Regions from separate parts of the Gossypium hirsutum genome. Here all the other regions are linked to region 1. A link is a contact called in public Hi-C data. All regions are on one chromosome and are shown on one strand. Each heading gives the region's core, a stretch centred on a gene start, on an enhancer-like site or on the middle of the called end of the contact. The rest is flanking DNA. Distances are from core to core; before and after follow the strand shown.

The links. A called contact is a pair of places that touch in the nucleus more often than the background predicts.
Region 2: a contact with region 1 is called in a Hi-C map of leaf, with 2.3 times the contacts expected there. The contact joins the promoter of LOC107885986 here to the promoter of LOC107885974 in region 1. A contact is called at or near these places in 4 of 34 Hi-C or Micro-C datasets (hypocotyl and leaf).
Region 3: a Hi-C map of hypocotyl shows a contact between it and region 1, with 2.0 times the contacts expected there. The contact joins the promoter of LOC107885978 here to the promoter of LOC107885974 in region 1. A contact is called at or near these places in 3 of 34 Hi-C or Micro-C datasets (hypocotyl, leaf and petal).

The regions. Positions count from the first base shown.
Region 1 is chrA03:9,313,357-9,317,011 of Gossypium_hirsutum_v2.1, reverse strand. It overlaps LOC107885974 (E3 ubiquitin-protein ligase SDIR1), which reads left to right and starts at 1,903. Exons shown (of 11, transcript XM_041107970.1): 1 at 1,903-2,087; 2 at 3,328-3,484; 3 at 3,588-3,642. The coding sequence starts at 3,407.
Region 2 is chrA03:8,934,486-8,938,140 of Gossypium_hirsutum_v2.1, reverse strand. LOC107885986 (scarecrow-like protein 33) reads right to left here and starts at 1,708. Exons shown (of 1, transcript XM_016809767.2): 1 at 1-1,708. The coding sequence starts at 1,372.
Region 3 is chrA03:9,050,757-9,054,411 of Gossypium_hirsutum_v2.1, reverse strand. LOC107885978 (abscisic acid 8'-hydroxylase 2) reads left to right here and starts at 1,724. Exons shown (of 8, transcript XM_016809757.2): 1 at 1,724-2,276; 2 at 2,377-2,695; 3 at 2,791-2,940; 4 at 3,030-3,284; 5 at 3,373-3,462; 6 at 3,546-3,655. The coding sequence starts at 1,990.

The DNA of each region.
Region 1 (3,655 bases), core at 654-3,153:
ACTTGGGACCTCTCATACACACCCAATACACTTAACCATTAAAGCAGATACACATTTGTATCACATAATTATGGAAACGTATTTACAAAATTTGGGGCGTTACATAGCGAGCCAATAGTTGCTTCCATTTTGCTTTGTATGCAAAATTGTTGAAGAAAATATGCAAAGACTATTAATGTATTCAATGGATATTTATTTAAACTAATTTATTTGAAAAAAATACAAGTATACAAAATGAATTTACTACATTTAGAGCATTAGATCAAATAAATCATTAGTCTTAAAAACCCCCATGTTAGATGACATAAATTATGCCTACCAGAAGGTAAGGATATGTGATTTTATCATGTCTATGTATGAAAATGCTTGGCATTCAATTCCAACTAGTTAGGAACCATCGACATCTAATGTAGTTGGTGTCTGAACCTTTAAACTTGAAGAAACTTGGACTACTGATGAAAAAGAATTAACAAATACAAACTCCAAAACCCTTATGCAATTTTCTATGGAGTTGACCCTCAAGAATTCATGTGTATTTCCTATTGGAAAAACATGGAAGGTGTGCGTGGGAGAATTTTAAAATTTTTTAATACATCCATGATCAACTTAGATAATTAAGAACAATACATCACGATACTCTAGTACTTAAATGTGTTTTGATCCGTTTTCACAAGCTGGAGAGGTTGATTTACAATTAAACTTAAATTGCCCGTAGGGATGTAGAATTTGAACTTCATTGATTCAAGAAATGTTGAGAATAAGGCTCAAAGATATACTATTTTGATAGAAGAATCACACCAAAAGGTGGCCAAAATGTCTTGATAAATCCAGCTGAAGTTACCTCTATGGAACCCAACGATTAATCTTGAACTTCCCATGAGGAATTTCAGTGCTTTATGAAAATGAGCTTATGGTTATAGGCCTTAAAATCTGATGATTCGAAACCCGTTTCAAAGATAAATTGAAGTTTTACAATTTAGGCACCTAGATTACCCAAAAAAACTGGTCGGAGCATCTCTAAAAGTCCAAATGAAGTTGACCTTATGGAATCCTTCGAGATTAGTTTTGGATTCTCACATAACTTTAATTTTTGCTTTCAACTAATTGGATCTTCTCCAATATTCTCTAACTCATGAATTGCACGACTAGTGGGCGTTGTTCTAAACACGAACATAAATACTCACTCAAAAATCTATAAAAAAAAATGTGAGATTCATGATAAGTAAGATTTCAAATTTAATTTAATATTTTATTTATTGCAAATGTGAATGACTAAAATGCTAACTTTTCAAACATATAGAGCTTAAAATGTTGCTTTTTATAGTAGATGGACTAAAATAATCTTTTTACTATGATACATCGACTTATAGTGAACTTTAACTTACTGATGTTTGCACTGCACCTTCCCAATTGTTTCATGATGTGGTTTTATTTTCCAATTTCTTTGTTAGATTTTAACATTTGGGCATTGGATTTAGTTTGATTTTTTAAATTGGGACAATTTTTTTTATCTTTTCAATTTTTTGTCATTTTATTTATTTATTTAATTTAATATCATATATTAGATGTTAAATTTTTTTTTTGTGAAAGGATGTTAAGCTTTTAATCTCTAAAACATCGTAATTTTAATCATATCAATTGAGACATTTTTTTCATTATGCCTTTAAAAAATAAAATTATTTTTGAGAAATTATTAATCTGATTTTTTTGTTCAGAAAAGAATAAGATATTTGGAAGTATGGATGCTGATTTGGCGACGAAGCTCCAAACCACAAATCTGAGTGGGGGTACACAAATGACAGATCCAACGGCTGATATTAAGTCATCCACGCTGTCAACAAGACGTGGCAACGATTCGATCCAAACCAAGTGCACGTGTCACTCTCTAGAGCTTTCTCTCTTCGTAAAAAATTAAAAAAAATGAAAAATGAATAAAGATAAATTGCTATTTTCATTTCAGACAAAGGAGAAGAGCGCAGAAGAATTTCTTGCAAGTTTTTATTTTATTTTTCTCTCAAATTGCTCGTGTTTTGCAATTAATAGGACGGCCTTTTGTCTTTTTAGCGATTGATCTTCAATTTTCTTGAGTAAGTTCTTTTTAAAACTTATTTTCTGGTTTTTCTTTGGTTCTTCGCATCGAATTCTGTTTGTTTGCTGAGAAAACGGTTGAAACCGGTGATTTTTCTTTTTTCTTTTCCTTTCGATTTCTCATCATTCAACGAAAACCTGGAAAGTCGACTTTTTTTTTTGGAGATATTGATTCACATAGAGCAATGTAGGTCCTCTGTGTTAATATATTTAAATTCTATTATTCCTTTTGCTCGATTTTGCGGTTGATTCAGTCTTTATATGTGATTTATTTTATTAATGTTCAAAAGATTTAAAAAGGAAAGGAATTTGAATCATAAACTTTGAATCTTTTGCTTCTGAGTATGTGTAAAGTATGGCTTACTTAGCATAATTTATTGTGAACTTTAGTTTAGAGGGCGGGTGGGGCTTTAAAGAGAATTTAATTACTATAATAATAGTGCTACTGGCAAGGTAAATGTCATTGCGATATATAAACAATTCTATGCATTGGCTTTTTAAGTTACTTTATATGGGAACTGAGAAATAGAGATATATTGGTGTTAAACTTTGTTGGATTTCATTCGTGGGTCATCTTTGTTAGGCTTTAATGTCATTTGAATCAGTAAATTGGGTGCTTAGGTCTTGATTGTTTTTATCTGTAATGGCCTTTTGGGATTACTAATTTTTCAATGAGTTTGTTCCCACTGAAATTTATGATCTTTTATTTCTTTTCCCATGTTGGATTCCAATTCCTTTTATAGTGCTTTTGCTTTTGAGTTTGGGGATTTATAACGTTTTCTTGTCATGATCTGCATTAACAATATTGAAATCTTTGGTTTTGTAATGACCACAGACCCCTTGAGAGCTTAGAGCATGTTGATAGGTTGATGCAGTTTTGTAATTATATTCTGGAAAAAAGGTATTCTATTTGAGCCTCCAGAAAAGCATTGGCTCAGAAATGGTCAGCTTGCGAGTAGAAGTGTTGCAAAGATTGATTTCATTATTTATATTTAAATACTAGTTTGCATCTTCTTCTAAGAAGTCTATATAGATAATTATATTTAAAGTAATCAGGATGTGTTATCAGCTTTACAACTTCCTTCTTATCAAGGAAAGTGGTTTCAGCTTAATAATAGACCATGTCAATCGTTATATTTTGAGTAAATTTCAGTTTAATAAAGCATGATTTACTGGCTATCTATGCTTTTTTATTATTGGAATGGCTTGTAACTGTGATTCACATTTGTAATATCATAGGATTTGAAAGTTTTCAAGAGGAGAAGTTGTTCGCATCTGCTGCCTTCTAGACAAGTGGAAATTCTGTTTTTTTGCAACAATGAGTTTTGTTTTCCGAGGGACTAGAGGGGATATTGAAAGTGGGTTTTCAGGATTTATTCCTGAACGTCCAGCTGTGGTATTTTGCTTAGCCATATCAGTATATCTTATCATTTGGTTGGCCAGATTTTCTCATCCTATATAAAGGGGCTTGAACTTTTCTTGCACAATTTTTTTTCCAGCGGATACATGCAGCTCGACCAGTTAATTCTAATTCGCTGGCCTTTCTTGTTACAGGTGATGTTTCTAG
Region 2 (3,655 bases), core at 459-2,958, 380 kb after region 1:
AGGTATAAATTTGAGTTCCAGTGCCAGCTAAGCGTGCTTCAAGGGCGTCAACAAAGTAATGAGCTAATCTCTGAGACCCGTCACCATAGGGCGAAGAATGCTGCCTAATCTGCTTTATCAGTTCCTTAGCAGTCACATTGTCATTGGAAGTGATAGCTTGCGCGCATAAGATCAGGAGAGTCCTCAAATCCACTACTTTCTTCTTACCCTGTTTCTTGCCACGCGCCTTCCCACTATTGGATCCATTTGTTTGCTCATTCGGCAGCAGCGTCTTGCTTGGTCCATTCGGCAAAGTCTCATCCGCAGTGGATGAAGAAGACTGCCCTCTTCTCCTAGCACAAATCAACACCTTATCGAACATGTCTGATAGCTCGCTCTCGTCCCCCAAAACTGCCGACTGTTTGTTATTCCTCTCTTCTAAATCTTCATCTTCTCGTTCATGACTCTTCTTTCTCATCAAACGAGGTGGTGAGCACTCCTTCCTGTCACTCTCCACTTTGACTACCGTGTTTGAAGCCTTCTGCTTCAACTCTGAAATCAATGCATTGCTCTTGAAACCGACATTCAGTTGATTAGCTTTTGGTAGGAACTTACTAGCTTCCTCAAACCCCCTCTTGAAGTGCAATGCTAATTCACTTTGACTAAAATAATTTGGAACTAAAAACTCACTCGCAGGACATCCCATGAATCCATTCCCATTATTAGCACTACCATTTTGAGAATGAGATGAAAACCGTGAACCCGGATCCACAGTAGACTGAAAAACAAAGTTTTCAGGAATGCTTGTTTGTAACAAAGACGGTCTGTTGTTGTTTTCGCTAAAATCACCATTCCACTGAGACTCAATCGTATAGCTAGTACAGGAACTAGAGCCACTATGAATGCTATGATCACTGGAAGTACCAAAAGAACAGTTATCCGGGCTCTCAACACTTGGATCGACACAAACAGGAGCTTGATCTCGAGGAGGATAGCTTTCACCAAGAACTTCATAAAGAGACTTCTCTGCAGCTTGCAGAGCCAAGGAGTCATGGAACATGCAGGGCTTCTCTTCCATTTCCTCTTCCAAAAGCACCTGACTTATGTACTTAAGAACGGTGTCCGAGACATCAGTGTCATCGGTCGGAGAAAAAGTATCTCCCTCTTTACCCATGCTGCCCATGCTCAAAATTGAAGCAAAGCTAGAATCACCCAAACCTAAAGAAGGTAAAAATGGGACACCTAGAGAGCTGAAATCTAAAGATTGGTCATTTGATCCAATCCCATCAGAAATTTCAAATTTTGGGTATACATTTGGATTAGGCAAAAGATACCCGTCACTAATCTTGAAACCATTAACTGTGTGAGGGAATCCAGTGAGATGAGAACCCATAATTACAGGCCAAACTTACAACCACAACAAAACAGGGTTTTCTCTCTAATTTCTATGAAGAACCCAGCAACGGAAAAAAAAACTCATATAGAGAAACCTATCAAAATTTGGAGACTAACAATAAAAAATCAGATCTTTCCCCATAAACTAACACAAAGAAGCTTACAACAAGAAACCTTGTAAAAAAGAAAACAAAAACCAACTAAAATTCCAACACAAAAGGGGAAAAAAGCTTGTTCATACCAGAGTGAAAACAGAGAAGAAAAACCTCGGAACTAGAGAGGAGCTGCAATAAAGGAGGTAGCTTTTTATTTATTTATTGTATTGAAGAAAAAGAAAGTGTCTTCATCTTGAAAGTTCCCCGGCATAAAAAGACAAAGCAACTTTTTTATTTGTAAGATAAATAAAATGCATTTATGTGAAAAATACAAGGACGCAAGTGGCAATGTCACTGCACCGTCCAAGCATGACGGTGACATTGGTGGCCTCTTTTCTTGGGGGGGAGTGATTGATCCCCGATTGCAATTGGCTTGTAATTTGGTGTCATCCAATGGGAGGTTGTTGCGACTGTTCACTCTCAGACTACGAGTCAACAAGGTGGGACAGCCGTGCTTTATGTGCGGAACAGGTTTAACACGGCTTGTGTCTTAAAACCAATAATTCTTAGGAACTCAAAACTTCAAACAGTTAAACCATGTTCTAAGACAATCATTAAGTTAATGGAATTCCACCACTTATCATTTTTTATTTTATTTTTCCCTTTGAGATGAATACATATATGTACTTCAAACTTTTTCTACATTTAATACTTAAAAATGTTTTTTTTCTTAATTTGATATTTTCACTTTTTTTTCTTTATTTTAATTCTATTTTACTTCAATACTTAAACTTGATATATATATTTTTATTTAACATTTAAGTTTTTTTTTAATTCGATACTTATGCTTATTAAATTATATAATTCAACTTTAAATTTGATTTAATTTGATAATTTATTTTCATTACTAATTAATACTATTATTTATGTAATTAAATTGATATTACAATTTGATATCAACTCAATTAATAAAAATATCAACAACCCAAACTTTATACAATTAATAAATATTATTAAAAGGTATTTTTTTCTATTTTCACACCTTTATATAAAATTTATAACAAAATAATTTAAACTGAAAATTAGAACCTAAAACCTTAAGCATCTTATGCCTTTATCATTATAACCAAAAGCTGATTCGTTTGTCACACACATAATGTTGTATGTATATAAATAACTTTTTTTTTACAACCAAAGTTTGATTTATTATTGTTATTCTCATTTATTGCATGTTGTTTTTAAATACATGTATATATTCTAAATATGTAATATTTATATGTATATGTGTGATAGAATTATTAACATATTATAAAAGGTAAATTACATTGCAGGTCACTCTAAAATAGTGTTTTCCTTATTTTAGTCACTTTAAATTTTTTTATCAATTTAATCACTTTAATTTTTTTTTATCAATTTAGTCACTCTAATTAAGATAATTGTTCGAATTGGTCATTACTATTAAAAATCTCATTAATCTACTAACATATTGTCGACATAGAATATTAGCCAATTAAATGACACTTTTCTATTACTTTTGATTAAAGTTTAGTGACCTCTCTGTAATTATTTTCTCTATATCTAGAAATGAAGAAACCATAACTCCTCCATTTTCTCAACAATGGATCAATGGCAACTATAAACAATAATGGTGGCCGTGAAAGTTCTTCCTTCCTCATGGGTGCTTCTTATAATTGTGTTATCCTCAATGTAACTATTATATATTCATGTCCATAAATGAGTTTAGAATCTATTCTACTTGGTCTTGCTCAACTATCAATCCAATCAATCACAATTTCTATCTTTTAAGAGTCATCCACTTCGATATTCAAAATAATTTATCTTCCAAATTGGATTTAATAGACAACATATTAATCTTTTAATCGGTTTGTTCATTTTCGATTAGACTAAAGACATGTTTAGATTATCTACTAATATATTTTATCTTTTTATATTAGTATCTGTTCACATAATACCGCTTAGTATTAGTTAAACATAATATGATCTCATATGCTATGAATAAGCTAAAGAGAGACTGACCAGTTGAGCTGTGCTTCTTCCAAAACCCGCCTCCTATGGTGGCAGCATTGATCGAGGGGTTTTTTACTAAAATAGGTCCAAAAAATAAAAAAATAAAATACTAAAATAATACAAAGCAAAAATTATGTACCAAAATGGTACATTTGGGG
Region 3 (3,655 bases), core at 475-2,974, 260 kb after region 1:
TATTTGAAACAACTTGTATTTAGAACAATTGTGTTTTTTTGAAAGAGTCATTATTCAGAACAAGCTTTACCAAGAAAAACATCATCACATAACAACCCTTGTTTGGAGCAACCTCTACATTGAAAACAACTATGTTAAGAATAATTCATGCTTGGAACAAGTCAAAGTAATCATTATTAAGAAATAACTCTAATCTAAGAAACAAATATTATTTTGCGTTTCAAGAGATGTTCCATGAAAGATGTTTCACATGGTACCGCTTCACCAAAATAGAAGAAGTGGAAGTAACCTCAGAATATGGCAGGGTTCTTGGATTATCTTTACTCTTAAGATGCTCCAGAGAGCTTCGCTTGGTGGATTAGATATGGAAGTAGTTAAGAGTTTTCCTCTTAACCTTTTCTTATAACGATGAATGCTTCTCCTTTCTTGTTCACTACTTATTATCAGCATCACTAACAAGATCCTTTTATAAAAAAAAAAGAAGAAGAACCATTAATGCCTTTGTAACTGAAAAATACTAGTTATTTTCATGAATTGCTAGCTTTGTAACTCCTATTCTTGAAACACTATAAATATGAGCTTTCCACAACTAGTGAAAGAACTTTTGACACTTAGGAATCTTAACTCTCAAAGCTCTCTTTAAAATTCTCTTAACTTATTTCTTTGTTTAGCCTTATTGTTAATCAGATCTTAATTTCTCCACCTTATCAGCCACCACCTATAGTTGTGCTTAGTGTTATTGAATATAGTCCAATCTTCACATCCTATTTATTTGTTTGCAACGCTTCCTCTCTCCTTAGACGAAGATAAATTTTACAATAAATTTTATGCATAAAGATAGGTGCAGATTATTACATGATTTTTAAGTTGAAAAGAATGTAAAAGGTGATTATTTGAAAAAGGCTTGTAGGAAACTTTTTTGTTTTTATTTTTAGCTGTTAATTATTTGTTAGGTTTCATAGAAAAATTTGGGTTCTTCTATTGAGAATGCTATTAGTATAATCATTAATGAAGTTTATAAAAAATCACAAATTTACTGAGTTTTGGGAGTTCTGAGTTTTTGGTTTATCAAAATCACAATTTTACATATAATTTTATCAAGATGTAATTATATCTGTTTAAATATAATAATTATATTTAATTATATGTATTTGACGATCAAATTGATAGAATTTGTAAATGTGGATGGTTAAATTTATTGAATTATTTAAAATTAAGATCAAATTGATAGGATGTATAAGTATTGAGGACTAAATGAATTATTATACTAGTTAGAAAAATGCCATATACTCCTTCAGTTAACCATTTAACGAAGAGTGATCAAAATATAAATGATCTAAAATAGAAATGACCAAAATAGAAATTATCTAAAACATTTTTATTTTAAACTTAATAACTAAATTGAAATTTTTTATGGTTGGTAGCCAAAATAGAAACACGCTAGGTGACTAATTCTATACTTTACCTTGAATCTCAAAATAAAACATCTATTCTTCGTTGTTTTGATTTGTATAGAGTAATAATTAAAGTTTTTATTAAATAGGTAACACGGATTTAATCCATATAATTTTAATCTCTACCTCTAATATTGTAAAAAAAAAACTTTCCCTTTCCCGTCCACATAAAAAAATTATAAATTCATAGTAACAAATTTAACCTAACTAAAAAAATAATAGAAACTCAAAGAATAAACAGAAGTGGAGGGCCATATGATTAATGACCAGAAAAATACAGTATAAGGTAGGAAAGATCTACCTAGGAAAAAAAAAAATAAAGAACCAAAATAAAAATGAAAGACCTTCAAGCAAGGTGTTCCCAAAAACATGGTGACGCCTGTCATCAAACAAGCCCCCCCCCCCAAAAAAAAAAAAAAACCCCTTCCCCTTTCAATGCTATATATATCCCTCCATTCATCCCATTCTTCAAAGTAATTTACCCCTCTGTTCCCCATTTCTCTCTTTGAATCCCCCTTACACTTGAATTGTCACCATGCAACTCCTTTTCCCCTCATTGCCACTACCACCCCACACTTTTCTACCAACTTTCACAGCTTTCTATGGTTGTCACCTTCCCTTTCTCATTACACCAATTGTTTTGTTTTATTTGATGGTGGTTTTGGTGGTGGTGATGCTGCTGTTGTTGTTGTCAGTTCATCAATGGCGGCACCCCAAGGACAAACCCCTGCCACCTGGTTCCATGGGTTGGGCTTATATTGGTGAAACTCTCAAGCTTTACAAAGAGAATCCCAATTCTTTCTTTGCCAACCGCCAAAAAAGGTATACAAGTTGTACCTAAAAAGGTCAAAGCTAATGATGTAATATTACAAATTGTAACTAAATTTGGGTTGTTGCCTTTTTTTTTTTTTTGATTGTTTAGGTATGGAGATATATTCAAAAGCCACATATTAGGATGCCCCTGTGTGATGATTTCAAGCCCTGATGCAGCTAAGATTGTGTTGGTCACAAAGGCTCATCTTTTCAAACCAACTTATCCACCAAGCAAGGAGAAGATGATAGGGCCTGAGGCCATATTCTTCCATCAAGGTCCTTACCATTCAAGGCTGAAGAAGCTGGTTCAGGCCTCTTTTTTACCCTCTGCAATTCGAGGTTCAGTTTCTGAGATTGAGCAGATTGTTCTTAAATTCCTACCAGCTTGGGAAAACACCACTCTTAACACCTTGCAAGAAATGAAGAGAGTATGTGTCAGTTTTTGTTAACCATTTTTACCCTTCACTGCACATACATCAATAACCTTAAACAAGGGTTCTTTCTTTTGTGTTTTGTTCTTTAGTATGCTTTTGATGTGGCAATGATTTCTGCCTTTGGCCATAAACAAGACAAGGAAATCAACGGAATCAAGCAGCTCTATCAATGCCTTGAAAAGGGTTACAATTCCATGCCTTTAGATCTTCCAGGAACTCCTTTCAATAAAGCAATGAAGGTACTTACATATACGCATACATATATAGACACACTTAGACCATTTTGTTTGAGCGAATAATAAGTTCATATTGTTTCACTTTTGAAAAGGCTAGGAAGCTGTTGAATGAGACCCTGAGAAGATTGATAAAAGAAAGAAGAGAAAATGAGAAACAAGGTGGTGGAGGAGGGTTGCTGGGTGTTCTATTGGGTGACCAAAACCAAAAGGTTGATCAACTCAGTGATTCCCAGATTGCAGATAATGTAATTGGTGTAATCTTTGCTGCTCATGATACCACTGCAAGTGTCCTAACATGGCTGTTAAAATACTTGCATGACAATGGAAATTTACTAGAAGCTGTCACTGTAAGTAAACTATTTTTTATGATCATCACCTTTGAATGAAAATCAATCAAATCTTTTTCATTCTCATTTATAAATCATATGTTTGCAGAGAGAACAAGAAGGTGTTCGACGAGAAATAATCGAAGCAAATCGCAGGCTTATGTGGGATGATACAAGGCACATGCCATTGACTACCAGGGTACATTAAATCATACCAACTTTATTCTTCATATGTTAGCAATTACAGTGGCATATAAACATATTAATTAAAGTGTGTTGCAGGTGATTCAAGAGACATTAAGAACAGCAAGTATTCTGTCATTCACCTTCAGGGAAGCAGTGGAAGATGTTGAGTTTGAAGGCTATTACATCCCCAAAGGTTGGAAGGTTCT